Linked DNA regions of Mus musculus: all the other regions are linked to region 3. Evidence: chromatin contacts called from public HiChIP or PLAC-seq and Micro-C data. All regions are on one chromosome and are shown on one strand. Each heading gives the region's core, a stretch centred on a gene start, on an enhancer-like site or on the middle of the called end of the contact. The rest is flanking DNA. Distances are from core to core; before and after follow the strand shown. Region 1 holds the start of Rtl6 (retrotransposon Gag like 6). Region 2 holds the start of Atxn10 (ataxin 10). Region 3 holds the start of Fam118a (family with sequence similarity 118, member A). Region 4 holds the start of Arhgap8 (Rho GTPase activating protein 8).

Evidence for each region. A called contact is a pair of places that touch in the nucleus more often than the background predicts. HiChIP or PLAC-seq counts read pairs in DNA pulled down with a chosen protein or histone mark.
Region 1: a contact with region 3 is called in an H3K27ac HiChIP or PLAC-seq map of double positive thymocytes, with 5 read pairs. The contact joins the promoter of Rtl6 here to the promoter of Fam118a in region 3. A contact is called at or near these places in 1 of 39 promoter capture datasets (pre-B cells) and 1 of 115 datasets of contacts at active chromatin or transcription factors (double positive thymocytes).
Region 2: a Micro-C map of embryonic stem cells shows a contact between it and region 3, with 4 times the contacts expected there. The contact joins the promoter of Atxn10 here to the promoter of Fam118a in region 3. A contact is called at or near these places in 1 of 39 promoter capture datasets (hippocampal neurons), 2 of 484 Hi-C or Micro-C datasets (embryonic stem cells and myeloid progenitors), 1 of 115 datasets of contacts at active chromatin or transcription factors (memory CD8 T cells) and 1 of 9 other capture datasets (pancreatic islet).
Region 4: an H3K4me3 HiChIP or PLAC-seq map of embryonic stem cells shows a contact between it and region 3, with 2.1 times the contacts expected there. The contact joins the promoter of Arhgap8 here to the promoter of Fam118a in region 3. A contact is called at or near these places in 4 of 39 promoter capture datasets (the 3T3-L1 cell line, embryonic stem cells and stem cell-derived epiblast-like cells), 6 of 115 datasets of contacts at active chromatin or transcription factors (astrocytes, embryonic stem cells, extraembryonic endoderm stem cells and 1 more) and 3 of 9 other capture datasets (adipose tissue, embryonic stem cells and pancreatic islet).

What each region holds. Positions count from the first base shown.
Region 1 is chr15:84,553,094-84,559,830 of GRCm38.p6, forward strand. Rtl6 (retrotransposon Gag like 6) reads right to left here and starts at 4,730. Exons shown (of 1, transcript NM_177630.4): 1 at 305-4,730. The coding sequence starts at 4,100. The coding sequence ends at 3,369.
Region 2 is chr15:85,332,125-85,338,803 of GRCm38.p6, forward strand. It overlaps Atxn10 (ataxin 10), which reads left to right and starts at 4,131. Exons shown (of 12, transcript NM_016843.4): 1 at 4,131-4,456. The coding sequence starts at 4,341.
Region 3 is chr15:85,032,230-85,039,331 of GRCm38.p6, forward strand. Fam118a (family with sequence similarity 118, member A) reads left to right here and starts at 4,833. Exons shown (of 9, transcript NM_133750.4): 1 at 4,833-5,015.
Region 4 is chr15:84,715,849-84,722,800 of GRCm38.p6, forward strand. It overlaps Arhgap8 (Rho GTPase activating protein 8), which reads left to right and starts at 4,204. Exons shown (of 12, transcript NM_001164628.1): 1 at 4,204-4,259. Gm20556 (predicted gene, 20556) reads right to left here and starts at 4,418. Exons shown (of 3, transcript NR_040347.1): 1 at 4,143-4,418; 2 at 2,849-3,298.

The sequences.
Region 1 (6,737 bases), core at 3,480-5,979, 480 kb before region 3:
ATGCTCTGGGCTAGGCATAGCTGGCAGAACCATCCGTCCCAGACAGTATAAGTACGACTTGAGGTCTAAACACTGTAACAGGGACCCTTCTACCACACCTGGGCCCCAAGGCCTAGTAGTATGTATGTTTGTGTAAATAACTTCACAACATCCCCCAAGATGCTGCTGTGTCCCAGCCATCCGCACCCCCGCCCCCGTCCTGGCCGGCAGCCTGGCAGAGCCATGTTCTGCTTGCCTGCGTGCCCCAGCTTCAGTCACACCCAAAGCAAAAACCCAGAGACACTTATAGCAGATACGACACACACCAGGTTAGTATCTTTAATTACATATGGAGCTCTTACAAACTGGTCAGGCCCGTCAGTGGGGCAAAGGACAGCGGCAGTCTGCAAAAGAGGAAATGCAGTCACTTGGTGTGAAACGACTCACGGTGAGCTAGGATCGAAAGATGCAACTAAAACATGGTGCGGCTGACCTCGCCAAGTCAGGGAGTCCTCGGGCCTGGGAGAAGACCCTCAACCAGGACACTTCCCCTCGATGGGGGCCGTGCAATGGACACTGAAACTTCTGGAAACCGTTTTGTCTGTAGGTAGTAAAAGTCTCAGAGGGCCCCATGTTCACTAATCCAATAATCCTACCTTAGAGAACGAATCCCGAGGAAGCAACTTTGGCTCCTTTCTTGGAGGAAAACCTGACACATTGTCAGTATCTGACAGTACCAGCACTGTTCCTTTGCCTGAGGGGAGGGTTCACAGTCACTCAGGGTAAGGTGGGTGGCACATGGAAACAGTGTTGTCATATGTACACAGTAGGGGTCCACAGGCAGCACCATGGCTGTATAAGAGGCAAAGAAATTCCAGGCCAGGGACAGGAAGGAAACATCAAAACATTGAATTTTACCATTTTCCTTTCCCCTCCCTGGTCCCCCAGAATTCCTGGTCTGCTGCTGTAGAGAATGGGAAGCCCTGGTCCACATGTTGATGGCACTGGGTGGGGACGCCTCTCTTTAGCTCCACTGGCTGCCACCGAGTCCAACATGAGGTCCTAGAGAGATGCCAAAGGCGAGGACCTCCCAGACACTGCAAGCTTGCCTGCCTGTCCAAGCTCCAGATCTCACTCCCTAACCCGAGCCTCATTTCACGGTGTCCTAGCAAAGCTCCTGACGGACATCTCCCAGGCAAAGGGCCACAGGATGGCCTTAGCACTCAGGCTACGCAGCCGAGCATTTGCCACCCAACACCCTGTCCCCAGTGTGTTCCAGCTAAGCCCCAGGCTTGCTCCCTAAGTCACGCTATGCCTATGCCAACTTCTCCACTGCCATTCACTCCCCTGCAAGCTGAAGCCCAGGGCATGCACATCCAGAAGTGGCTCTGTCCTCTGCAGCAACAGGCATCTATCTCAGGCCCGCCCAGATGCCCTAACACAGAGCATGCGCACCCTGTCATACAGAGCATGCGCACCCTGTCATGGATTTAGCCAGGGATAAGGAGATGGATCTTTGCTGTTTCCTCAAAGTCACTGAATGCTTTGGGACATGGAGATAATTCCAAGATCACAGTAAACATTGGGCTGGGAAGTCACCCAAATGCCAGGTCCCCCTGTCCATTAGACGCTGAGTACAGTGAAGCCCCACCTACCGGATGGGTGTCACAGAGTCTGGAGAGCGGGCACAGTACCGCCGCGACTGTCAATGTGGAGTGACACAACTCCTTCATAGACCAACTCCCCCATTCCCCTCTCCCTGTTCTCTTCTGAGCTCAAGCAACTAGAACCTTAAGATATGTACAAAGCCTCCCCCTCTTGCTCAGCTTTAGGTCCAGTTATCACAGTCTCCCTCTGGAGCTACATGGGCCTTGCACCTCATCGTCTTGGCTGGGGACAAACCACGGCCCCGACGAGAGCCACCATGGGCCCCTCAGCAACCAATCCCAAGTGTCTCTTCCAGGTCCGACGCAGAGGGCAAGCCTCAACCCTCTCTTGTGTGCTCCAGGCTCCAAGCCACAGAGAGCTATTGAGATGTCGGTCCTAAATACATGCATCAAGAAACAAAACCATTGCCAAGCCACCACCACCAGAGCAGAGGTAGGGACGGAGCCACTGAGGCAGAGTGGCCCAGGTGGGTCAGACCAGATGCAGCAGAAGGTAATGAAGCCACACCTGGAGACAGGCAGCCTGAATGGCTCTGAAGCAAAACCTAATGCAAATACAGCCAGCACCCATTGGTCCGAGGAGCCAGGGCAGGTGACCTGCCTCCCCGGTGGATGGGCCTCGACAACAACGTGGAAAGCCACAAAGAAACCTTCCAGTTGTCACCTGCCTCCACATACACCTCCTCCCTATCCCCCATTTTTTCTGGTGCAGCTGTAGCTTCACCTGGGGACCCCTCCACCGAAAGGTCATGCATGAGACTCAGCTGCTGGGGATAGGTGAGTACTCTCAGTGGAACCCCAGGAGTCTTCCACCTGCTTATAGCACCATAGTGCCAGCAGGGTGCCCTGGCTGTTCAGTGAGGCTGCTAGGCTAACAGAGTTAACAAGAAGCAGGTGGCTATGGGCCGGGAGCCCAGCGAGCAGCGAAGACTCCTGTCCTGGTCTTGCAAAGGTGGCTGTGCTGGTTAGTCAGTCACTTTTCCCAATGACGGAGAAAGTCTCTGGAAGAGGCCGGGTTCTAGGCCCCAGCCTCTGGGCTCCTGAGAGGAGAGAGATGTCTTTCCGTGGGTTCAGAGGCGGTTTTGTTGTTGTTGTTGGTTTTCTTGTGGTCAAGCCAAGACCATGCAGAGGAGGGCAGGAAAACCCAGGAGAGGTAACCCATCTCCCCAAAGGGGCCAGGTAGGTATGTAAACACAGTTCATTTGGCATTGAAATGACAGATGATGTCATGGTCCAGAGGCTTGGCTGAGTCTGATTGAGAGGTCATCCTCCTGTGAGGCTCTGCTCCTTGGGACTGGAACATGTGTCCACATGAGACCCGAAGCAGTTGGCCACTCCTCGCCAGTTCTTCAGCCTGGGGCAGCAAGAGCTGTAGGGAGTGTTCCAGGAGCTGAGTATCCGTGAGCTGAGCTCGCAGAGGTGGTCAGCCTAAATGGTTCCTGGGCAGGCACATGCCCAAGGGGCTGTGTTGTGATTGCTGGAGAAGCTGGGATTGCAAGCAACAGAAAGGGGGAGCATGCACTGAGTCGCGGGTAACGCTAACAAAACAAATACACGCCGCACAGCGGGGTGGGTGACCAATGCCGATGACAGGATGGTCTCCCGTAGACCAGAGAGGCGTGAAGGGTGCCTCAAACAGGGCAAAGCTACTGAATTGACAACTCTCAACAACGGAGTCTAGCTACCTGGGTGGACACAGACTACCAGGGTGGTGGCAAGTCCTTAAAGGTTCCGGCCACGAGAGGGCAAGGCTGGTGCGGGATTGGTCCCGTTGGAGGCTGGATGCACCGGGCAGGATCCTGTGCCAGCTGCGGCCAGTTGGCGACACAACATCTGGCGCTCCCGCTCTCGCTCCCGCACAGCCCTATTGGACGCGGATGTCTTCCGGATTTGTGCTCGCCTTGAGTGCCTCAGCGGGGACTTGTAGGTTCTGCGGAGCTCAGCCAGAAACCCCTGGTAATTGTTTCGCAAAGGGCTGTCTGGTTGCATGTGGGGGATGGCCCACTTCTCCGCCTCCCCAGTCAGACGGGATACCAGGAAGGCCACTCTCTCGGCTTCACCGGGGAAGCGGGAGGCTTGAAAAATCATGAACCTGTCCATCTGCATCAGGAACCCTGCCAACTGTCCAGGGTCTCCTGAGAAGGGTTCAGGCAGTGAGGTGGGTGGCGTGGTCATGGGTCGGGTCCCATTGGAGGTGATGGCAGAGATAGGTGGAGTAATCTGTAGAGCGCCAGGGATGCGCGCTCGGGTGCGCAGCAGAGTTAGTTCGGCCATCACACTCTCCAGCATGTTGGTGAGGTTGGCCTTCTCCGCCCTCAGTGTGGAGGCCTCGCGCCTCAGCGCGGAGTTGGTGAGGCGCAGAGAGGTCAGGGTGTCAACTACGTCATCCATCTGAGCGCTGGCACCAGGGGCAGAGGCTGGGCTTTCAGTTTTGGAGGTCCGAGGTTGGACCATGCTGGCGGCCAAAGTTAAGCCACAGGTACCTGGAGAACCAGAGCGCAAGGCCTTGGATGCTGAAGCAAGCCTGAGGACGCTGGTCCTGTCCTGGATGCAGTTCCTTTCTGCAAGCTTCGCAGGATCAAAGTGTGGGTCGCTGGCTGGACCTGCCCAGGCCCTGAAGGATGCTCGAGCTGGATAGCCCTTGTAGAATGCATAGGCTGGATCTGCCCAGGCCTTACGAGATGCGCGGACCTGCCAGACTTTGCAGGATGCACCTGCCGGAGCTCGGGCTGCGGATGCAGGCACTGACCACCGGTGCCATGCGACCACCCGCGCGTGAACAAAGGCGTCGGCACCTGGGCTGGCCCAGGCTGGGCGGCGTATGTACCTGTCGCTCCGCTGCTCCCTCCGCTGCCAAGATGGCCCGAGGGTCGAGGCCGCGCCCGGCCTGTACGTCACGGAGGCCGCCGGAACTGCTTTCCGGGCAGCGGCGGCGGGGGTGGCAATTCCTGCGGGGCTGGCTTGACCTGGTCCCGGCGCTGCGCTGCGCGGTCACCGCGCGGTCTTTGTGCAGGCGCGGCCAGCTAGACGGCCGCTGGGAACCTGGCAACTGGGCCAGGGCCTGCTGGTTGCCATAGAGACCGCTCGCTCTCGGAGCAGCGGCCGGGACCTTGCCTTCCGGAAGTGACGCACCTGCGCCTTTCTCAACAGCCTATTAGCGAGGAGCTTGGCTTCTGCCAGCTGAAATCTTGGAAAGATTAGCTTGGAAATTAGATAGTCTTGGAAAGATTATCTTCTTTACGATTCCTACCCAGGCCGCTCGCGGAGCCTCTCAGAGACAGTATCTTTTTTTTTTTTTTAAGTGAGATTGATTTTTCTTCCTGTGATTTGAACACCATTCGCATGAACTGTATGATCATGGTAGCAGATCTTGACAAGAAAACTATTTTTTTTTTTTTTTGAGGCAGTCTCCTGTAAACCAGACTGGTCTGGAAAACTCAGAAAGTAGCCAGAAATGACCTTGAACCTCTCCTGCCTCTACATTCCCCGTGGTGGATTGTGGGAATTCAATACTGGCTCTGAACCCACAATGTAGCCAAGGATGACTACGACCCTCTCATCCTTCGGTTGCCACCCCGGGTGTGCTGGGGTTACTTGCTCTGAGTGCCATAGCCCTCCGTGCACAATGTTGAAGGTTAAACCCAGGGCCTCATGCTTGCAAGCATGCCACCACTGAGCTGAATCCCCATCCTTGGAAACGTCTTTCAAAAACAAAGCAGAAACATTACAGTTCCCCTCAGTGTTCTACACGCGCGCGCGCGCGCGCGCGCGCACACACACACACACACACACACACCATCTTGTTCAATAGTCCACCATTTTCCCATTAGTATCCTAATAGGAAACATTGACTTTTGTGCCTTGTAGATGGTCATGTCTCCCTAGTCACATTGAATTTTGAGATTTTCCTAGGGGAGGTAATACAGAAGCATGTCTTTCTATTATTGCCTAGGGCTTCACCGAAAGCCTGTGCTACCTTTTACTCCTGCCTGCCCTCTTGATAGATGGCCAACTTACCTTACACGCTGAATTTTGTGAGCATAGTTTATGTGAGTCTTAGCCCCTTCCTCTGACAGTTGTTCCTCATGGTCAGTTCCATACTGGGATAAACTGGGAGAGACAATACCATCTGTGAAGCCCTCCTATGATGCAGTCTAGCGAGAGTGACTGCAGGTGGGAGACAGACCTGGGGTGGAGATGTGTTCATTCGGTCTATAGATTTTGGTCTTGGAGTGAGGGATTGTGGCTGAGGGTATCCACACTATGAGAGTGTTATAGAATCTAATGCTGTGCTCGTGAGGGGTGGCCCCTGGAAAAAAAATCACACCACACTACAGACCTGGTGTAAGGAGGTTTATCTGGGGGAACAGAGGGGAGTGAGGACATGGAGAAAGGTTAGAAGGAGAAAGACAGGAGTAGAGCCATGGGGGCAGAGAAGGGGGGCAGAGGAGGACAGAAAGGAGAGATAAGCCAGCCAGGAACACATGGGAGTAGAGAGAAATGGAGAAGGGAAGGGAGGGAGAAGGGGAGAGGGAGGGAGAGGAGAGAGAGAGAGAGAGAGAGAGAGAGAGAGAGAGAACTGGGGTAGCCCTGCCAGGCCACCTGCACCTGGTAGCAGGCAGGTGATGACGTAAGCCTTTGCTAGGTTCCAGGAGGAGCCTAGCAGAACTGCCTGTGGTAGGCTAGCAAAAAGAACTCTTGCATTCCCTTGCTCCAGACTGTATATTTTCAGCCATCAAGAACTCTCCAGAGCATGAAGCAAGAGAGGATAGGACAGTGTACCCTCATGCCACTTCTGCAAGGTCTCCAAAATCAGGGGGAGGCAGGGGCTGCTGTCACCTTGACTGAGGCCAAGGAGTTCAAACTCAAACTTGTTCTGGATTGGGCTCCCTCTTCACCCCCCCCCCCACACACACACCGTGTTTCTGAACATACCTGGGCATCCATCCCCTTGTGTGTCAGGCTCTCAGAACCACAGTGGTACCTCCCAGGTCCCTGGATGCTGTGGGCTACAAAGGGGCTGCAGTTCAGCCGTGATGGACAGTGTAATTCTAAGGTCCCCCAGTGCCTTGGAGAGAAATGCCATATGTT
Region 2 (6,679 bases), core at 2,881-5,380, 300 kb after region 3:
GCCCTGGCTGTCCTGGAACTCACTCTGTAGACCAGGCTGTCTTCGAACTCCGCCTGCCTCTGCCTCCCAAGTGCTGGGATTAAAGGCGTGCGCCACCGCTGCCCAGCCCATCAGAGGTTTTGAACAGAGTGAAATATAGAGTTGTTGCTTTCTTTTTAAAAAAGATTTATAATGTAGCTAAGAGATAAATAAGGAGCCCATAGCAACATTCCAGAAAATAAATAGAATAGAGGTGTGTGGGTGGGTGTGGGGGGTAGTTTTATGTTAACTTGATATAAGATAAAGTCATCTGAGAGGAGGGAACCTCATTTAAGAAAATGCCTCCATAAGACTGGGCTGTAGGCAAGCCGGTAGAGCATTTTTTAAATTAGCGATTGATATGCGAGGGCCCAGACCATTGTGGGCGGTGCATTGTTGAGCAGGTAGGCCTGGGCTCTATAAGAAAACAGGTTGAGCAAGCCCTTCCTGGTCTCTGCATCAGTTCCTGCTCTGTTTTGAATCTGTGTTCTGATTTCCATCAGTGGGGAACATGAACTAAATAAACCCTTCCCTTCCCAACTTGCTTTTCGTCACAGTGTTTCATCACTGTGATAGTAACTTGAACTAAGATGGGGACATTTCCGGAAGAGTCAGTGCGGTTTTTGTTTACAGTAGAAGACAGGAAAGGTGAAGACCTTCATATGTGAGAATTATCATATATATCAAATATATATATATTGCTCCTCAGCCTGCTTTCTTATAGAACCTAGGTCTACCTGCCTAAGGATGCACAATCTATCATCTATCTATCTATCTATCTATCTATCTATCTATCTATCTATTATCTATATATACTATCTATTACCTATATATATATGTATACATATATACTATGTATCTATTATCTATATATACTATCTATTATCTATATATACACATATACTATCTATCTATTATCTATAATACTATCTATTATCTACATATACACATATTCTATCTATCTATCTATCTATCTATCTATCTATCTATCTATCTATCTATCTAATCGACAGCTCCTTAAGACAAAAGTTGGAAAGTTTCCCTTGCTAGTCTGGGAATAATACTCTTAATTATCCTGAGTCTGCCTGCCAGGCTATCTCATACCTGGCACCTAGCAGTCACACAGGAATAGTTGTGGAATGGATGAATGGGGAGGCAGTGAAGTAGAGAAGACTGATGGACTTGATCGTTGGTGTTGCTATAGTTACGTATGTTAAGTGACACCAGTGGTTGGTAGAGCTGTCTATCACAGCAATTAACTGGGCATCAGTACATTTGCCTCTCAGTTTCTCTCCCTGTAGTCTGTGAGTTTCTTCAGGGTTGGAACATCTGCCACTCTTTGTATTTCTAGTTCCGAGTCCTGGGTTTGATAATAATTCTTGTATATATAGTACAATCAAGTAAAGAGCGATGGAAAGAAAATATATGGCTTATCAACATCAGCCAATTCCGATGAAATGCACTCATTTCACATTACTGCTGGCAAATTGAGCCTTTTTACTTCTGTGGTGGTTTGAATAAGACTGTCCCCTGTAGGCTCACATATTTGAATGCTTAGTCACCAGGGAGTGGTGGCTTTATTTGAAAGGAGTAGAGAGCTGGGTGTGGTGGCGCACACCTTTAATCCCAGCACTCGGGAGGCAGAGGCAGGCGGACTTCTGAGTTCTAGGCCAGCCTGGTCTACAAAGTGAGTTCCAGGACAGCCTGAGCTATACCGAGAAACCCTGTCTTGAAAAACCAAAAAAAAAAAAAAAGAAAAGAAAGGAGTAGAATGCTTAGTGGGCGTGGTGTGGGCTTTGAGGTTTCAAAAGCCCAGGCCAGACCCAGTCTTTCTCTGCCTGTGGCTCAAGATGTAGCGCTAAACTACTTCTCCAACACCACGCCTTCCTGCTGCCATGCTCCCTGCCATGATGATCCTGGATGGGCTAACCCTCTGGAATTGTAAGCAAGGCCCACATTAAAAAGTTCCTTTTATAAGCATTTCCTTGGCCATGGTGTCTTTTCATAGCAAGAGAACAGTGACTAAAACAACTTCTAATTATGTGTGTGTGTAGGTACAGAAATGGAGGTCAAAGGACAATGTGTTTGGTTGATTCTCTTCTACTCTGTGGTCTCAGGGTCATCAGGCCTTTTTGCTGGCTCTTTAACTGTTTTAAAAACCTCGACGAGCTATTCTAAGTACTTGACAAATGACAGTATTAACAGGAGGCTATCACGAGGAAGCCAGCTTTCAGGGTCTGAGACTTAGCAACTGGTGACAGGCTGTGGCACCTGAGGGAGGAGCCTGGATTAAAACACTTACATGGGAGGGTCCAGGTCTTCTACTTTCTCAGGGGACCTTTTGCCTGGGACCTCCCCTCCCAGGCACCAGTCAATGTGTCTCTTTCTAGGGAGGCCTCCTTTATATTCCTCTGCCTTCTGTCCCAGGTTGCTTTATATGGGGATACATTTAAAAATATATATATATATATATATTAATTTGTATCTGTGTAAGTGTATGCCATGTGGGTTCCTGCAAATCTCCTGGAGCTAGAATTACAGGTTGCTGGGCCCCTCCCTCCCGCTGTGGTGATTTGAATTCTAGGCCATAGAGAGTAGCACTATTAGGAGGTGTGGTCTTCATGGAGGAAGAGTGTCACTGTGGAGGTGGGCTTTGGGGACTCCTATGCTCAGGCTCTGCCCAGTGTGTGGAAGAGAGCCTCCTGGCTGCCTGTGGAATAGAGTTTCCTTCTGGCTGCCTGTGGATCAAGATGTAGAATTCTCAGCTCTTCCAGCGCCATGTCTGCCCGCAGGCTGCCATGCTTCCTGCCATGCTGATAATGGACTGAACCTCTGAAACTGTGTGAATTAATCCCAAATAAATAATTTCTTTGTAAGAGTTGCCTTGGTCATGGTGTCTCTTCACAGTAATAAAAATCTAGGATACCTACATACACATGTTGGGAAATAAACTCAGGTCTCCTGGAAGATAGAGTACTCTTAATGTCTGAGCAAGCTCTTCAGCCCCAATATGGGGATATTCCTGATAAGCACCCACTCTCTTCCCCGGGTCCCCTATAGTATTAATTGACAAGGTTCTAGAATCACCAGAGACAACCCTCTGGGCATGTTTGTGAAGAACTGTCTAGATGAGGTTAGTGTGTGGAAATCTGCCCCCAGTGTGGGTGATAGCATTCCATGGTCTAGATTAAAAAAAAAAAAAGTCAAAGCCAGCTGTCTGTTTTCTGGCTTAATAGATGCAATGTGACAAGCTGCCTAAAGCCCTGTGTCACAAGTCCCCACCACGTGGGCCTGTACTCTCAACCTGTGAGCCAAAAGAAACCTATCCTTTGTAAAATTGCTTCTATCACATATTTTGATATTGCAACAAGAAAGGAATACACCTCTTAGGGAGGTACTTCTTCTCAGCCTTCTCTCTGTGGGAAGCCTCCTTCCTGGAGTCTTGGGAAAGACTTCTTTCCCAAGGGGGCATTTTTGATCAGCGTCCCCTTCCCATGAGGAGCCTCTATCCAAGGTCTTCCTCCATGGCTTGAGGTATCCAGCATCTTTTCCCTATGTGGGAATCTCCGATTCAGGTCTCCCTCAGTGGAACACCTCAACCTCGCATTCCCTCCCCTGGAGTCTCCATTTCAGGTTTTCCTGCAATAGAACTGGTTGGCCTAGCAACACATGCCCTGAGGGTAAGTCTCCTCTGCAGGTCCCCTCCCATGGTGACACCTCTGGCCTGTATCCCTGCTCTTCCTCTCAGGGGCCTCCTTTCCAGGTCTCCTTAGGGACAACATCCATTATTCTGGGGGCGCTGCTTCGGCCTGGTATCTCTTCCCCAGAGGGAAACCTCTGCATGAGTGGACCCCCACCAATGGTGGCCCTTGCTCATGGAAAGCATCTGTCCCTGATAAGACACTCATTCTCTAGGACACTCTACAGGCCACCCCCCCCCCCCCACCCCGACCCCTTCATCTCAGTATTCTGTCCTCTGACGGGGTCTTTACTCCACGTCTCCCCACCGTGGGGACCGAAGACCTCCCCCATCCCACCCTACGCAGGAGCAGGACTTCCGCTGCGCCCCCTCCCCTCAGGCGGGACTTCCGCCCCGCCCCCTCCCCCTCCCCCTGCCGCGTCGCCTTGTCCTCTTCGCCTGAGGCAAGCCAGCTAGTCTCGCGCTCTCTGCCTTGCAGCACCACGGGATCTGGGTGACGCGGGCTGCGGAAGCCAGAGCCGTGCAGACCGCGTCTCCATCTCCTCGCCTGTCGTCTGTCTCCCCCACTTCTCTTCGCTCTGCTCTCCGCCTGGTCAGGCTCGGCCCCAGAGCGAGTGGCAAGATGGCGGCGCCCAGGATGCCACCCTCCCGGCTGTCGGGCATCATGGTGCCCGCACCCATCCAGGACCTGGAGGCCTTGCGCGCGCTCACGGCGCTCTTCAAGGAGCAGCGTAACCGGTAACTGCGCGGGGGCTGCCACCTAGGAAGGAGGAAGAGGAACCATGGAGGGCTCTGGGCTGGGCTGGGCTTGACTGGGCTGGGCTGGGCAGCGGCGAGCGAGGCGGGGCGGCGGGCTCCATCAGCTCGGCCCACGCTCAGGTTGTGGCTCTGTGGCGCTCGCCTAGGCCTGCTCTGGGACGAGGGTTTGGCCAGGCTCTAAGAGGGGCAGACGATGGCGACACTGGTCCCCAAGCCGGCGGCGGGGAAGCTGTTGGTTCGGCTCCTCTGGCGGGGCCCTGAGGGCGGTGGCCAGGGAAGGGAGGCGTGTTCGGGCTCGCTTCTCCCTCTGGGTTAGAGGGCGTTCTGTCCAGGAGCCTGCAGAGCTGGCCTGGCTTCGTGACATCTGCTCAGCATCGCCTCTAACCCTTCTGTTTCTAGCCTTACAAAATGGGAGCTGTGGTGCGTTGTTTTCAGTGCTGAGATGAAATAAACGTGTTTAAACAGAAGTGTGCGAGGCTGTCAGTTCCTGATGGATTTTTGTGGTATGGTTTGCGCTGCAGTTTCCTTGTCTGTTTAATGGAAACAAGGTTCGCTGGGACCTCCTTGGTTGAGTTGACAGTGAGGGTTTAATGAGACGATGCGTGTTACATCCTTAGGCCATGCCTGACACTTAGTACTAAACACCATTGGTGTTTTCTCTTAACAGTAATGGTCTCCCCTGGACCAAGTCTTGGGAGAGGACCCGGAGCCCTTGGTCTCTCCTGTAGAGAGATAACAAGCAGGCCTAGAGTGTGGACAAAGGGCAGAGAACGCGGTGGGGGTGGGGGTGGGGGAAGCACGTAGGCTCAGTGGTCACAGGAACGTTTTCTAAAAATAGGTAGCCGCCAGACATGTCACGTGGCTCAGCCCTGCAGTTCCAGCATTCAGGAAGCAGAGGCAGGTGGATCTCTTGAGTTTGAGGCTGGACCAGTCAGCATTGTGACATCCTCTGTATCTCAAAAACAAATAAACCCGGGCTGGAGAGATGGCTCAGCAGGTAAGAGCACCGACTGCTCTTCCAAAGGTCATGAGTTCAAATCCCAGCAACCGTATGGTGGCTCACAACCATCCGTAACGAGATCTGACACCCTTTTCTGGAGTGTCTGAAGACAGCTACAGTGTACTTACATATAATAATAAATAAATCTTTAAAAAAAAAAAACAACAAATAAACCCAACAACAGCAACAAAAATATCCTGGTGGAGCTCTTTCCCACCAGGCGACACAGTGTGCGTCTAAAAGGTGCTGGGGAGCCCGAGCACTACTTGGCCTTGTGGTTAGCATGCTAATCAGTGTGACAGATACTGCTGGGAAATAATGTTGGTTGATTGGATGCTTGGGCCTGTCTGTACCATTTCGGACCTATACCTTAATCATTAACCATCTATTGAGTACTGTCAGACAGCCTTTGCAGGGAGCTGAGGCGACAAAAAAAAAAAAAAAAAAAACAAAAAACAAATGTGACATAATTCCTTTCATCAAACACATTAGGGGATTGCTGTGTGAACATATTGTGGTAGAGATGCACACAGGAAAGGTGCTGCCTCCCGGAGCCAGGAGAAGGATCCGGAGGATCAGTGTCTGAGTTCTAGAACCCATATGGTGGTTCACAACCATCTGTAACTTCACTTTTCCCTTCTGGTCTCTGGGTATCAGGCATACACACAGGCAAAACACCCATACCTGTAAAATGACGGAGATTCTGGGGCTTCCTAGAAAAGACAGTATCTGTGAAAGGGCCATATACTGATTCTGTGGGGTCGCAGAGAAACAACAAAAATAATATCTCTGCGTCAGAGGAGCCACTCAAACATTGGTTTCCTTTATGTAATTGGTTGAGAGGTTTAAGGCCCATAGTTTTCTTCACTTGATCTGTTCTGAGAGGACTTAGGGGAAACCATTGATGGTTTAGTCAAAAGAAGTGTTTTGGTAAAATCTGTTTGTGAGGAAAGTCTGTCTGTCTGCCTTTCTTGGGGATGAAAGAGAACAGAGAAGCTAGGGGTAGAGGATGAAGCTGGAGGCAGAGGGATGAAGTTCAGGGGTTCTTTCAGTAGCTATGGCAGAAGTCCCAGTGAAAAAGTGCCCAGATTAGGACATTTGTGGGGAAGGGTAGAGGCAAGACAGGGTAGGGAAAGATGTTGAGGAATGCCAGATTGACTGAGCAGGGTTCAGGGACCAACTGGATTGTCGTGCTGGGGTGA
Region 3 (7,102 bases), core at 3,583-6,082:
CTTGTGGCAGGTTCTGATGAGGTCTCAGGCTGTGGAGCTGTGTTCCACTTGGCATGCTTGCTTCACAGCAGAGCTCTCACTTGGCTTGGGTTAGCCACCTGAACTGGGGAATGCAGGGGTTCTAGGAACTGACAGCATGTATGTCTGTGTACCATGTGTGTGCTTGGAGAAGACAGTCATGGGTCTCACTGTGTTGCTTTGCTTGGCCTAGAATCCAATTGGTTGACTCACAGAGATCTACTTGCCTCTGCCTCCTGAGTGCTGGAGTTTAAAAGTGTGTGCACCACCTTCCCCAGCCAAATATGTCTCTTCACCAGAGACCCTAGCTCTGGGACTCCTCATGTTGATGAGATGCAAAGTGAGTTAATGTATTGAGCCAGCCCGGTTCTCTGCATCTTCACCAGCACTTGATGTGATGACTATTTTTCACTTTAGCCTCGTATTGGGTGTGCAGTGGCTGAAGCGCTGCCCATTCCCTCCAGAAGTGGGGTGGGATTCCAGTCCTCCCAGCACTGTTTCCACGTGGCTTTTTAATTCTGAACGTTCTAGTGTGTAGTTGTATCTCTGAGTGGTTTTGATTGGCATTTCCCTCATGGATAACAACACAGAGAACTCTTCCAGGTGCCCGCGTGCCATCTCCAAGTCTTTGGAGAAGCCTGTGTTCAAATATTTACTAAAGTGCATTTCTTTTTTCTTTCTTTTATTTATTTGTTTGTTTGTTTGTTTGTTTGTTTTTCGAGACAGGGTTTCTCTGTATAGCCCTGGCTGTCCTGGAACTCACTCTGTAGACCAGGCTGGCCTTGAACTCAGAAATCTGCCTGCCTCTGCCTCCCGAGTGCTGGGGTTAAAGGCATGTGCCACCATGGATTTCTGAGTTCGAGGACAGCCTGTTTGTTCTACAGAGTGAGTTCCAGGACAGCCAGGACTGCACAGAGAAACCCTGTCTCAAAAAACCCAAAAAAAAAAAAAAAAGGATTGCTAAAGTGCATTTCTTAAATCTTCCACTGCTGTGGGTTGCTGGAGGGCTTTGCATATGCAAAGCGAGCCGCAGCCTTCTTGATTAGTTTCAGTTTGCTTTTACAAATAAAGTCTGAAGGTTTTTAAAAAATTGGACCCTTTACCTCCTTATTATTGAACTGTGAGAGTTCTTTATATATTTTAGATCAGGTCCTTGGTCAGACATACACGTTCCAAGGTTCTGATAGTCTAAGTCTTTCCCCTATGTGATTTATTTTTTTTCTCCCTGGTCTTATTGGCCCCACCACTCCCGTTGGCAGTCATTTTTCCTTGGCTAAACAGTCATTTCGACAAAGGGCGAGTATGGTTTTTCTGTTGTATCCTGAGCTCCTAGCACAGTGGGCACGTGAATACTTATTCAGTACTATTTCATAGCTCTTGGGGGTACAGGAGACCTGGGAGAGGAGGGTCTCAGAGCAGCCTGCTGCAAAGTTTCAGGTCAGCAGTGAGGAGGCCCTATATGAAGTAAAGGTGAGGCAGGCACAGCCATTCGGGGTGAAGTGGGTTAGAGGTTCTTCCAAGCAGCCCTACCGCCAAAGTCATCTTGCATCATCCTTTCTGCTCAGAGGCAGGGAAACCTGGACGACTTTGGGTGTGTGTGGAGCAGGGTGAGGGTCTTTGTTGGTTCCTCTGTCTTTAGTGTTTATGGCTTGCATGCAGGATGACACATACCTGCAAGTGGCTATAGTGCTTGGTATCTATATAGGCTGCGGTAGTGACTCAAGATCTGTTGTTTGCCCCCCTGTACACTGATGCAGGGTCTGTTTGCTGGAGGCATTCCAATTTTATTATAAAGCACCAGCTTCAGCCCGGCAGTGGTGGTGCAGGCCTGTAACCTCCCCTCCCTAGCCTGAAACCAGTTTGCTCAGGTTTCAGTGTTAGAGAGCCTGGGGCAGAGCTTGCTGCCCTATCGTCCTGCCACTCCCACTGCTGCTGCCTGCCACCTAGCTGTTCCGGAGCTATCACGTGTTCACCTGCAACCTTACTCCAAGATGATTTGGCGGGAATCGGGCCCCTTCCCCTGCTTCATAACTGAGTGTCAGAAATAATAAAATTGAACCTTGATCAGACTGCCTGTCTTGGTCCCCCCCCCCCCCGCATGCGCGCGCATACATGCCGCCTAGCCCCCCTCTTCTCTTCCAGGTTTCCAAGATGCCTTTCCAGACTAGAACCTAGGCATGTGAGCCACTGGCTGAACGAAACACAGGCCTTTAATCCCAGCACTTGGGAGGCAGAGGCAGGCAGATTTCTGAGTTCAAAGCCAGCCTGGTCTACAAAGTGAGTTCCAGGACAGCCAGAGCTATACAGAGAAACCCTGTCTCGAAAAACCAAAAATAAATAAATAAATAAATAAAGCATTAGCTTCATCTCTGGTGGGCGTGTGTGGGTGTGAGGGGGTGACAATATGTTGTCGTGGGACACCTGTTGTGTCTTTTCTACCACCCTAGCATTTCTCACTGAGTCTGGCAGTTCTTTCCTTTCTGGTTGTGCAAAGTTCTTTCTGTAGCAAACCAGACAGCAGCACACTGAAGCAGCTTGACTGACCAGTTAAGTCCCTGTGTGTGTGTGTGTGTGTGTGTGTGTGTGTGTGTGTGTATCCATGGCATTACTGTGGAGATCTGAGGACAAACTTCTCTGTGGGTTTGGGTCAGGGTCCGTCTTATGTTGTTCACAATGTCATGAGCCAGACTCGCTGGCTTTGGAGCTTCTGGAATTCCTCGGGTCTTTGCCTCTCATCTCACTGTGGATGTGCCACCATGCCTGACTTTTAGGTGGGCTCTGGGGATTCAAACTCAGGTCTTCATGACTGCATGGCAAATGCTTTACCCACAAGGAGACATCTCCCCATTCCTGACTCTGTTTTCTGAATCTGTGGGGGAAAAAAGTCACAATCCTTACTGCACAGGGTTGCTGTGAGAGTGAAGGAAGAGGTGTCACAGGGAAGTTTAGCACATAGTTTGTGCTTTGTAATCATTACTCTCGCAGACTTCCACAGGCACTTGCATTTCAAACAGACTGACATCTCCTGGGGTAGCCACTGCTGCTTGCCTCCAAGGCCACCTTTGGTATAACAAAGAAAGGAATCTGGTCTGTTGAACTCATGCCATGAAACATATTTTGTGCACACACCTATTCATGAATTTGTTCAGCCTACCTGAATGACGCACTGCAGGAACACACTGGCGGGCGCTACATTATCTACTCAGAATGAACACAGTGGACAGGGATTAAAGCAGTTTTCTGAGACTCCCTGTAAATCAGGGTGATCCTAGTACTGCCAGGCTGGGTAGAAAGTGTTCATCTGTCTCTCTTGGATACAGAGGAGGGCATTGTTTCTAAGGTGTCCCTTTTGTCCCTTCTGTGGGTTTGCCCTTGTAAAGCTGCTTGGCTGAATGGGCAGAGACTTCCGATCTGTGTTGACCTTAGATGGAGAGTTGGGATTACTGAGGCTCTGCCACACTGGATCTTGGAGGGCATCCAGTGTGTGGGTGGTGTGCTGTGGGTTCTAACTCCTCAGCTCCTAGCCTACAGTCTCCTTGAACAACTTCCTTCCTGTAACCCGGGAACTTCTCCAGTGTCACAGGTTCAAGTCTTAGGACCCTTTATGGAAGCAGGAGCTTGTGAACTAAATTGCATCACATGTAAATTGTTCAGTCTAGTAGTGGGAAGCCCAGACCTTTGAAGCCAATGCATGGTTGGTATTGCCAATACAACTTCTCTGGGCTTCCTCCTCTCCTGCTGTTAATTGCAGTAAATGGGGTGCCATCCTCATGGGAGATGTCCTGAGGACTGAAAAAAACATTTTCTCAAAGGCCAGCTACTTAGTAGGTACCCAGACTCAGGTGTTCAAACCACTGTTCTGGGCTCTGGTGCCACAAATTTCAAGCTGGCCAGGTAGTGATTTTGTATACCTTACACCCACAGAGTAGGTGGAACTCTGTGAGCTTGAGGCCAGCCTGTTCTACAGCGCTAGTTCTAGGACAGCCAAAGCCACATAAAACCCTGTCTCAAAAAGAAAAGAACAAAAACCCAGGTTTTATTACACATGCATTTTTCTTATGGGGCTGAAGGGATGCTTACAGCAAACCCATGTAGAAAAAAAGGAGCCAGAGGTAGAGGAAGTCCAAATAACTTGCCTGGGCAGGCCGACCTGGGAAGATGAGGAAGAGGAAATAGGCTTTGATCCATCCCAGCCTTATTTAGAGAAAGGAGAGGTGTCATTGACTTTTAAAGGTCCTCATGCTGAGTGCTCCAGCGCAGAGCCCACCCACGTGTACTCTCGAACGTTCGGGGTGGGCACTGAGTTCACCCGATTAACAGGTGCTGAACCTGGGTACATATGCTCATTAGTCCCTGGATCTAAGCCCAAGCTAGACGTGTCCAAGAGGCACATCGGAAGGGCCAGACGCCTACTCTGACACGTGGTAAGGGAGTCGGTCACTGCGGGGAGGACGTGAAGCATGCTAGGCTGGGGAAGGGCACAGGCTGTACAGCCTGTGGCTTGAGGTAGATGGAGTGAGCCCGGCTGGAAGTGGTTGCCCAAGGGTGGTTCCGGCCGAGCTCAACGCCTTCTGCGTTTCCGCGGGGCTGTCCAGGCGTGCAGATGGGGAAACTGAAGACAAAACAGCGCTGGGAAGACTGGCCGCGAGACATTCAGTCTCTTAAGACCAGGCTCATCGTGGACACGACAGCACAGTCCGTGGGTCCAATCGTAGCTTCTCTTGGGGGCGGGACGCGTCGTGGCCACGCCCCTTCGGGCGGGGCTTCCCGTTGCCGCGGGGCCGTTGATTTCAGGGCGGAACGTTCGCGCGGGCAGTGCGCGCGCGCGGGGGGAAGGCCTTGAGAGAGCGCTGCGGATTCGGCTGGGCAGGCTCGGCGTGGTGCACGCGCAGCGCCATCCGGCGCAGCGCCCGGCGGCTCCACCCAGCCGAAGGGGCGCGACCCGGGTGGGAGGCGGCGAGAGCGCGAGCGACACTGGTGTCTCCGTGGCACGGCAGGTGAGGCGGCGGGTCGGGGCTGGGTGCCAGCGCCTCGCGTCTCCCCAGCCCTCAAAACCCGCCTAGGGTGCCCAGGACCCTAGTGCCCTCTGATGCGCTGGGGACCCTGCCTCCGACATCCCCTGGGCTGCCTGGGTCCGCGGCCACCTGTGGACCTGATTACCTTCCACACCTAGAAAACCTCACCATCCTCCAGATTTCCCTCAGACTCAGCACACAGACCTCGGCGGCTTCAGGGCCCGAGACCGTTATATCTTCTCCAGAAGTCCAACAGATCCCCTCTGGTCCAACTCCAAAGCTTCGGGTCTCCAGGCCCATAGACTCCCATCCTTTCTTGGGTGGAGAGGCCTTCAGACCCACCTATCCCTAGAGACCTTCCTTCCTAGGATCTCCTGCCTCCTGCTCTCTATCTTGAGGTCCACAGAGCTTTTCAGCTTCTACTAGAGTGTTCTTGAGGTTTGTGAATTGTAAATAGGGATAAAAGTAGCACCATCTGATAGGTCAACAGAGGACCACGCATAACCAAAGAGGAGGTGGGATGTGGGGCTTCGCATGTGCGTTTGTTTTCACCGTGCAGTGGAGGCTGGTGTGGGACCGACTCATTGTGGAGAATGGCAGCGCTGGGAGTAACGGGAGTTGGGCAGTCAAAGCTCTTTTAGATTGTGCCCTCAATGTGTGGTAGTTTCTGTTACCACACACAGCCCACCAAAACCAGTCCAGGAAAGTAAAGCTTGATTACAGTGGTCTAATTGATGGGACGAAGGTAAACTAAAGGTCCATCTTTCTGGGATCCTGATTTAAGGGTGGCTGTCTTCCCTGAGGTGGAGGTTTGGGGCCAAATGGTACACATCTTATCATTTTCAGTCCTGGAAATCTCTAGAACAAGGATTATCCTTTCCTCGGGCTATTGTCATTGATAAACAGTCCTTGACTTGCTTGCTACACCGGCAGTCTGGTACCCTGAGGTAAAGCCCCAAGAAAGAACATGGCCTGATGATTGTGAAAGGCAAGGGCCAGGCATTTTTAAAGAGGGAGTGGATACCCTCTGCGGCCCAGTGCTGGGTGCTGGAGGCAGATGACACAGCTCCAGCTGGTAAGGGTTGGGAGGTGGGGATTAGCCAAGTTGGTGGTACTTAAGAGTGCCTTCAAGGCAGCTGGGGCTTGGGGGTTCTAGAGAGTAGCTGGGGTGAGGGAAGGGGATGCAAGAGGTAACAGGGAAGCAGACTCTTAAAGGTTGAGGAGTTCTGAGGATCACACCCAGGCCTTATGTTCACAGGTCAGACTGACTGGTGACTGAGCCATGTCCCTAGTCCTGGCTTACATATTTTTTCCAGTGGTCACTTTAGCTGTGGTGGAGCGACTTTTTTTTGTAGGCCAAAAGACCACAAAAGGTAGGAATGACTTGGACCCAGGCCGTGTGGTTCAGTAGCTCTCTAGAGCTTGACTGAGCTGAAAGCCCAGGCTTCGAGCTTGGGGCACTGACACGGGAACTTTTTTTAGGTGAGATTTTTATCTGTTTGCTTATAGGTGGTACTCACCTTAGCGCCTCACCAGGGTGTCTGCTATCCAAGTATAAGACACACTGCTTCCGGTAGGGGGAAGAGGGACTGAAGTCAGCGGGGGAGTCCTGAAGGAAAGGGGAAGGTACTGAAGGAGACGAGTTCGGATGTGTACCTGGAGGGGTTGAAGCTGCAAGCAGGAGGTGTCGATGTCCAGACAGGTGAGCACTGGAAGGTGTGACATGCACTACTGTAGGCAGTGAACTAGGGATTATAAGGAATAATGGATGAAGCCGGATTTGGGAGAAGGAGAGGGAAATGGAGATAGCCTAGTGCAGGAGGGCTTTCTGTGGCTACCACAGCCACACGTGACTGATAGGTACTTAGAATATACCTACAGTGGCAGGACTGGCATTTAATGGGTTAAATCTAGGGGTCCTGGGAAGCATGTAGGCTTCTCTGATATTATCCCATGGAATGCCTCTGGCCACCTGGCTTGGACACACTCTTCCTTTTTCACGTGTGAGGAACAGTCTCAGGGTGAGCCACGCAAGGCTGTAAGCAGCACAGCAAACTGTTGTTGGCTGG
Region 4 (6,952 bases), core at 2,954-5,453, 320 kb before region 3:
AAGGAAAGGAAAGGAAAGGAAAAGAAAAAAGAAAACTGACCCCCAAAGGTTGTCCTCTGACCTCTCTCTACACACACCCTGGCACACGTATGCTGCCGTAACACAGCATAAATTAATCATTCAATAAGTCAACAAATAAATCGAAAGAATTAAGCCTTTTTCCCCCCTCCTGCCACCCGAGTCCTCTGTGAGAAGGAAGATGTTAGATAATCATATCCAAGCTGTGCTGTGTTGTTTGACAGGCCCACCTGCCAAGATAATGCAAATTGTCTTCATGGAAGGAGGCAGCTGTGAGGATACAGAGGGACTTCGGAGGAGATTGGGCCACCGCCCGACTGCCAGAGGCAGTCCTACTACACCAGCCTCTGCTTAGCACAGGTCACTGCTGCCCCTTTCTAAGAACACATATGTAGTGATTTCATGATTGTCTTCCGCAAAACCAGTGACCAGTCTTATCTGCATGACCCACCTGTGTATGTGTGAGTTAGCTTTTCTAGGTTGTCAACTTGACTATCTGGAATTAACTGTCAATTTAACTAATCTGGAACTAATTAAAACCCAAAGGGCTAGTCACAACTATGAGGGACTTTTTCTTTTCTTTTCTTTTTTTGAATTAATTTTTATTTTATATTTACTGATGCTTTGGCTGCATGCATGTCTGTGTGAGGATGTCAGAACCCCTGGAACTGAAGTTACAACAGGGGTGAGCTCCATATGGGTGCTAGGAATTGAACCTGGGGCCTCTGGAAGAACAGCCAGTGCTCTTAACTGCTGAGCCATCTTTCTAGCCCTGGGATTGTTTGTTTTGTTTTGTTTTGTTTGACGTGGGAAGACCCATTTTTTTATTACAGATCTTTTGAGGTAGGAACATCTACCTTAAATCTGGGCCACAACTTCTGGTAGTAGCCTATAAAAAGGACGTAGAAGAAGGAAGCTTGCTCTCTTTGCCTGTTTGCTCTCTCTGGCAAGCCCATTTCTTCATGGCTTTAGATCTTCTTTGGGATTCCAGTATATATTGAAGACCAGCTGAGGTCTAGAGAGATGACTCGGAGGTTAAAAGCACCGACTGCTCTTCCAGAGGTCCTGAGTTCAATTCCCAGCAACCACATGGTGGCTCACAACCATCTGTAATGAGATCTGATGCCCTCTTCTGGTGTGTCTGAAGAGAGCAATAGTGGTGTACTCGTATGCATAAATAAATAAATAAATAAATAAATATTAAAAAATAAAAGATTGTGGAGAAGGAGGAGGAGAAGGAGAAGAAGAAGAAGAAGAAGAAGAAGAAGAAGAAGAAGAAGAAGAAGAAGAAGAAGAAGAAGAAGAAGAAAACCAGCTGAAATATCCAACCTCATGGACTAAATAATTACTGCATTGTTGGACCTTCTGTTGGTAAACAGCCATTATTGGACTAATTGGACCACAGCTTGTAAACCACTCTAAATGCCATATATATATATATATATATATATATATATATATGAAATATCAATTCTGTTCCTCTAGAGACCCCTGAGTAATACAGTGTATCTTAGACTCAGCCAATCAGAGGCCTCCCCTGGGATAACCCCACCCTCATCCGTGGACTGCTGGCATTGTCAAAGGGCAACAATTTTGCAATTTAGATAGAAAGCCAGAGCTGTGGTTTTATGCTGCATGCACAGCTTTCTGTGCATGTGCAAGACACTGGCTTCAATCCCTGGTCTTGCCAGGAAAAAAATTTTTTTAAAAGGTTGCTTTTTCCACCAGGATGCTTCAAATCCTGTGGACTAGAAAACTCAAGCTCAAACAATCATAGACAGCTTTGGTGCCTGCAGCTAAAGTAAGAGAGGCCACAGGCGGGCTGGTGAGATGGCTCAGGGGGTAAGAGCACCCGACTGCTCTTCCAAAGGTTCAAAGTTCAAATTCCAGCAACCACATGGTGGCTCACAACCACCTGTAACAGAGATCTGATGCCCTCTTCTGGTGCGTCTGAAGACAGCAACAGTGTACTTACATATAATAAATTAATAAATAAATAAATAAATAAGTAAATAAATAAATAAATAAAAGAGAGGCCACAGGCAGGTTCAGACAGCAACAGTGTACTTACATATAATAAATAAATAAATAAATAAATAAATAAATAAATAAATAAATAAAAGAGAGGCCACAGGCAGGTTCGATCCAGGGAATGAGCAGTGTTAACCACAGACTCAAGCCCTTGCCAACTCTGCCTCATCCTATGCCTAGATCCCACCCACCATGGTGACCAGATGGCTAGTGATGTTGGCTCAGAACACACTGCTCCCAAATACGGCCCTTGGGAAAACTGATGCAGGACAGAGCTGTGAGAGTTTGAAGGCTAAGATTCAACCTCAGAGATGCTTGTGGGCATGGCTCTGGGGGTGCTTCCGGAGAGGTTTGACTGAGGAGGGGTTGACTTCCCTCAGTTTATTACAGTTAGGCTCCAACCTTTTGCCCTCCTATCATATCCCTCCATGACTAATACCCTTCCTAAAACCAAAGCATGAAAATACACAATGTGCTGGTCTCTCTGGGTCCTCCTTTCCTTGTGAAGTTTCTCCATCTCCTGTAAAACTTACACGCAATGGGACTGAAGAGATTGCACAGTGACTAAGAACATTGGCTGCTCATGCAGTTGGATCTAGATTCATCAGCCAGCCATCTTGATCCTTCCCCCTGTACGTCCAGTTCCAGGGGATCAGATGCCCTCTTCTGACCTCCAAGGGCACACTGTGTGCATTGCATGTGGTATATGCACATACATGCAGACAAAACACCCATAACCATGAAATAAAAATAAATAGAAAAACATTAAACTCTTACAGGAAGAAATCACGCATGCTACCTGCTTGTTAAGCTGTCTTCTGTCACAGGGCTTCAGCTGTGTGTTCAGCAAAGGTCAGTGGGCATGGTTTCGACTTTCACTAAGCATCCACAGTGAGCCAAGCTTCCCCCACGAGGGTAGAGATGGTAGATGCAGCAAGCCATGTTTTCTCTTTCTCCCCATCCAGTAAGGTCCATCAGATCCACTGGAGGAGCCTGCCCTCCGTGGGGCCTGTGCTGGTTGGCTGAGACCCAGTTATTTCCAGAAACTGGAGATGGTGGTTTCTGTTGATTGTCCCCTGAAGTCACAACACCCTCTAGAGGTGAGTGATGTCTCAGCTGCTCTCTTAGCTGCTCCACAAATGTTCCCTAGGGCCATGATCCCTTCAGCTGGCTTGTGGAGCTGCCTCATCTACTGGGAACACTTCGAGTGGAGTTCTGTGTGAGAATCTTCAGAAAGGGGCCTCTGAGCCTGTGTGGAGACAGATGGACCAGTGAGGAAGAGGCTAGGAGATCACCAACTTCACCCACCCCCTACCTTGTCCCTGCTTTCTGTGCCCCTGCCTTCCTTCCAACCTGGGTTCAGTCCCCTTTGGTCCCCTGGGGTCAGCATGTGGTACAGTGACATACTTTGTAGGTGCTCTTGGGGCTTGAGAGTGGACCACACATAGAATATGAGGAGGACTCGAGTTTGGACCGCACCATTGGAAGAATGAGATGAGGAGGAGTTGGGAGGCCGTAGTATGTCCCTGCATAGGCTGGGTATCCAACACAGCTAGGAGCCTGAGCTTGGGGTTAGGGTGAGAGCTGAGATCATTCAAGGCCGTTAGGTTGGTGGACAACAGGTAGAGGCAGGAGATGAGGTGTAGCCGGAAAGAGGTGCAGGCTCTGCGTGAAGTCCGGAAGCTTGGAGGCAGAAGTCCACGCTTTGGTAAAACCACCTACGTGCCCCCACCTCTGGTCTGTTCTCCCTAGGTCACCAAGGCCTCTTTGTGCTTAGAGGCAAGTCATAGGGTTGTGGGAGTGGTTTTGAACCATAGCTACGAAGGGCTGGAGACTCAGAAGGGAAGGGACAGCGACACCCCGACACCCCAAGGGCAGAGGCAGCAGACAGAGAGCCCCGTACCCGCACCGAGGTCAGGCCTGGGAGAGCAGGTCGGACGCTTGGAGACGCGGGCTGTGTTTTCCAACTCAGCACAGATCTCCTGTTTCCCCTCTCACCAGGCGCATCTCAAATGCGGGTAAAAGTGAGGGCTAGCAGCTGCTGAGGGCCAGCGTCCCGTAGCTCCCTCCCGCCTAGAGTTAGAACCACCTACCCTGGTCCCGCCCACCCTGGGGACTCCCGGCTGTGCGCTCTGACATTGGGCGGGGCCTGTTGGGGAGGGGCCTGTCCGGGGACGGGCCAGGTGTGTGGCTGGCGTTGCAGAGACCAGGTGAGGTGCTCGGTGGTCCGGTGAGTCCCCCCCTTGGGGACCTGCTCGGGTGGGAAGGCGCGGCTCCTATCCCTGGTCCTGGCCTCTTCCCGTCCCAACTTCTCCTGGGTGTCCCTCTACTCCCCACCTTGTCCCCGCTTTCTGTGCCCCCTGCTTTTCTTCCGACCCAGGTTCGGTCCCCTTTGGGCCCCCGGGGTCAGCACATGGCAGTAGCCCCTCGGCTCCCGCACCAAACCTGAGCGCATCATGGTGGCATCTTTCCCGCCTAACAGGTGGCAACACTGAGGCCAGGGCGGATGCTGAACTCGCACTTGGGGCCCGAGACTGGGGTCTGTCTGGTCACGTTGTCACACTGGGTGCAACTCCCAAGATTTATAGGCCGCGGGCCTGGGAAGTCCCCACTTAGGTAAGGCAGACTGCTGCGGGCTTCTTTCACTTTCCCAAACCTGGCAAAGGCCTCCCGAGAATTCGAGAATTCTTAAGAGGGAGGTGCAGTCAGTGTAGCTAGCTGCCGAGGCCCTGCTAGGGGAACTGCGGAGGCCACTGGGGGGAGGGGTGGCATTCCTTAGTTCTTTTGGCTGGTGTGGGGAAAGGGCCTGGCGGTCCCAGGTTCTGCTCTGGGACTAGATTCTAGTGCGCGCGCTGTCAGCCAGTCAGGGCGAACTTGGTCGAAGTGAGAACTCAGTACGCCTCGGAAAGTAAGCAATCTTCATTGGCCTCTGTTGTTTCAAGATATGTTTATGAGTTCCTTGTAGAATGCCCCGCCAAACCCTTCCCCGAGTCAGAACCGGGATGGAGGAGGGGGCAGGTAACTGGAAGTCTGAGTCCAGCTGTTCCCAGAGGTCAGGTCAGCCTCTTGTCTGTTCTCAGCTCTCGGGAGCCCAGAATAAGCTCTCCGTGGTCGAAGCCAGGGGGTGTGGGGACTTTTGTGGAGGACGCTGCAGTAGAGCTGGAAGATGGGGTGGGAGTTAAGCAGGTGGGTGTGGCCCTAGGTTGCTGGGTGGTCCAGAAGAAGTCTAAATGGGTGAGCCCCGGGTATGTACTTGAATCCGCTAACAGTAAAGTGCAACTTTGGAGAACTGTGTAAGGTTGGGGGTTTCCTGTCAATGAGGGGCATAGAGGTGGCCTCAGTTAAAGAGAACAGCAGGATGTAACTAAATTAGTAGAACCTCTGCCTAGAATACACAAAGCCCTGGGTTTGTTTCCCTGAGACACATAAACCAGGTGTGTGGTGGCCTGAGGCTGTAATCCCAGGACTTTTATCAGATTGAGGACAAAAAGCCATCTATGGCCACATAGTTGTTTGAAGCCAGCCTCAGTGTGTGAGACCTTGTCTCTAATAATAAACCAAAATATATAATAGGGTAGCCAAGAGCTGTCACCTAGAGGTGCCTGGCCGTAGACTCTCATCACACCAGAAAACCATCCCAATACCTGAGTCCCCATCATCTCACTGAGCTGGTCACATGACACAGATAAAGCTTCAGGGGAATTTTGGGAGAGCTTGGGGTTCCCCCCCTTTTCTTTCTTGGAGACGGGTCTTGTTATTTAGCTCAGGCTGGCTTTAAACTCAAGGTAATCCTCCTGCCTCAACCTTCCAAAAGCTGACAATACAAAAAAAAAAAAAAAAAAGAACCATTACACCTAGCGTGATTAGCGGATTTTGAGCCAGCCACTTTCCTCATGGGGAGTAGTAGCCTCCACATCTGCCAAGTGTTCTGGTGGTCCTCCAGCAGAGGTCAAGTCCTGGCATGCTGATTGATTGCTTCAGTCCTCACTCACACCAACATCCTGAGATGGTAGTGGCACCGCCCACTTCTGCGGATGAGGAAGCAGAGGCAGGGGAGCCATGATCTTCCGGCTGGTGAATGGAAAGCCAGGCTCAGCATCTGCCTTGGTGGGAGTAGGCTGTTGTAGGTTGGAGATGTTTGGAAGCCCTCTAGCAACTGCCTGCCCTTCCAGGTATCTGCAGCAAGAGGCAGACAAACACACATCCCTACACTCTTGCCCTCAATAGCCCTAGAAAGTTCCGGAAGACCTCACCTCTGGCAAACTCGAGGTCCATGGCGTCCACTTAAAAGGAACTTTCAGGGCACAGGGAAACGGGGTCAGAGTTTAGTTAAAAGTGGAAAGAAGATGCTCAAGAAGGGGAAAATCACACAAGGGGAGGCTTCCCAGTGAAAACGATCCTTACGGAAGGGCTGGAGAGACGGCACAGCTCTGAACAGCACCCATTGCTCTTGCACAGAACCTGGGGTCCAGCAACCATGTAGTGGCTCACAACCACCTATAACTCCAGGGAATCCGACACCTTCTTCTGACCTCGACGGGCATGTGCAGGCAAAACACCTCTATTTGTAAAATAAGATAAACAAATCTAAAAAATAAATTATAAGGACTTTCTTAAGAAAGATTTTATTTTAAATGTGTGTGTGTGTGTGTGTGTGTGTGTGTGTGTGTGTGTGTGTGTGTGTATGGGAATGTATGCACAGGAGTGCAGGTTCCTGTGGAGACCATAAGAGGGTGTCAGATCCCTTGGAACTAGGTTTCAAGCAGTTGTGAGCTACCTGAGGTGGGTGCTGGGAACTGAGCGTGAACCCTCTGCCATCTCTCCAGCCCCTGAAAGACTCCTGTTGATGTTTTGAGACAGGGTCTCTATGTATCCCTGACTGTCCTGGAACTTGCGGTATAGG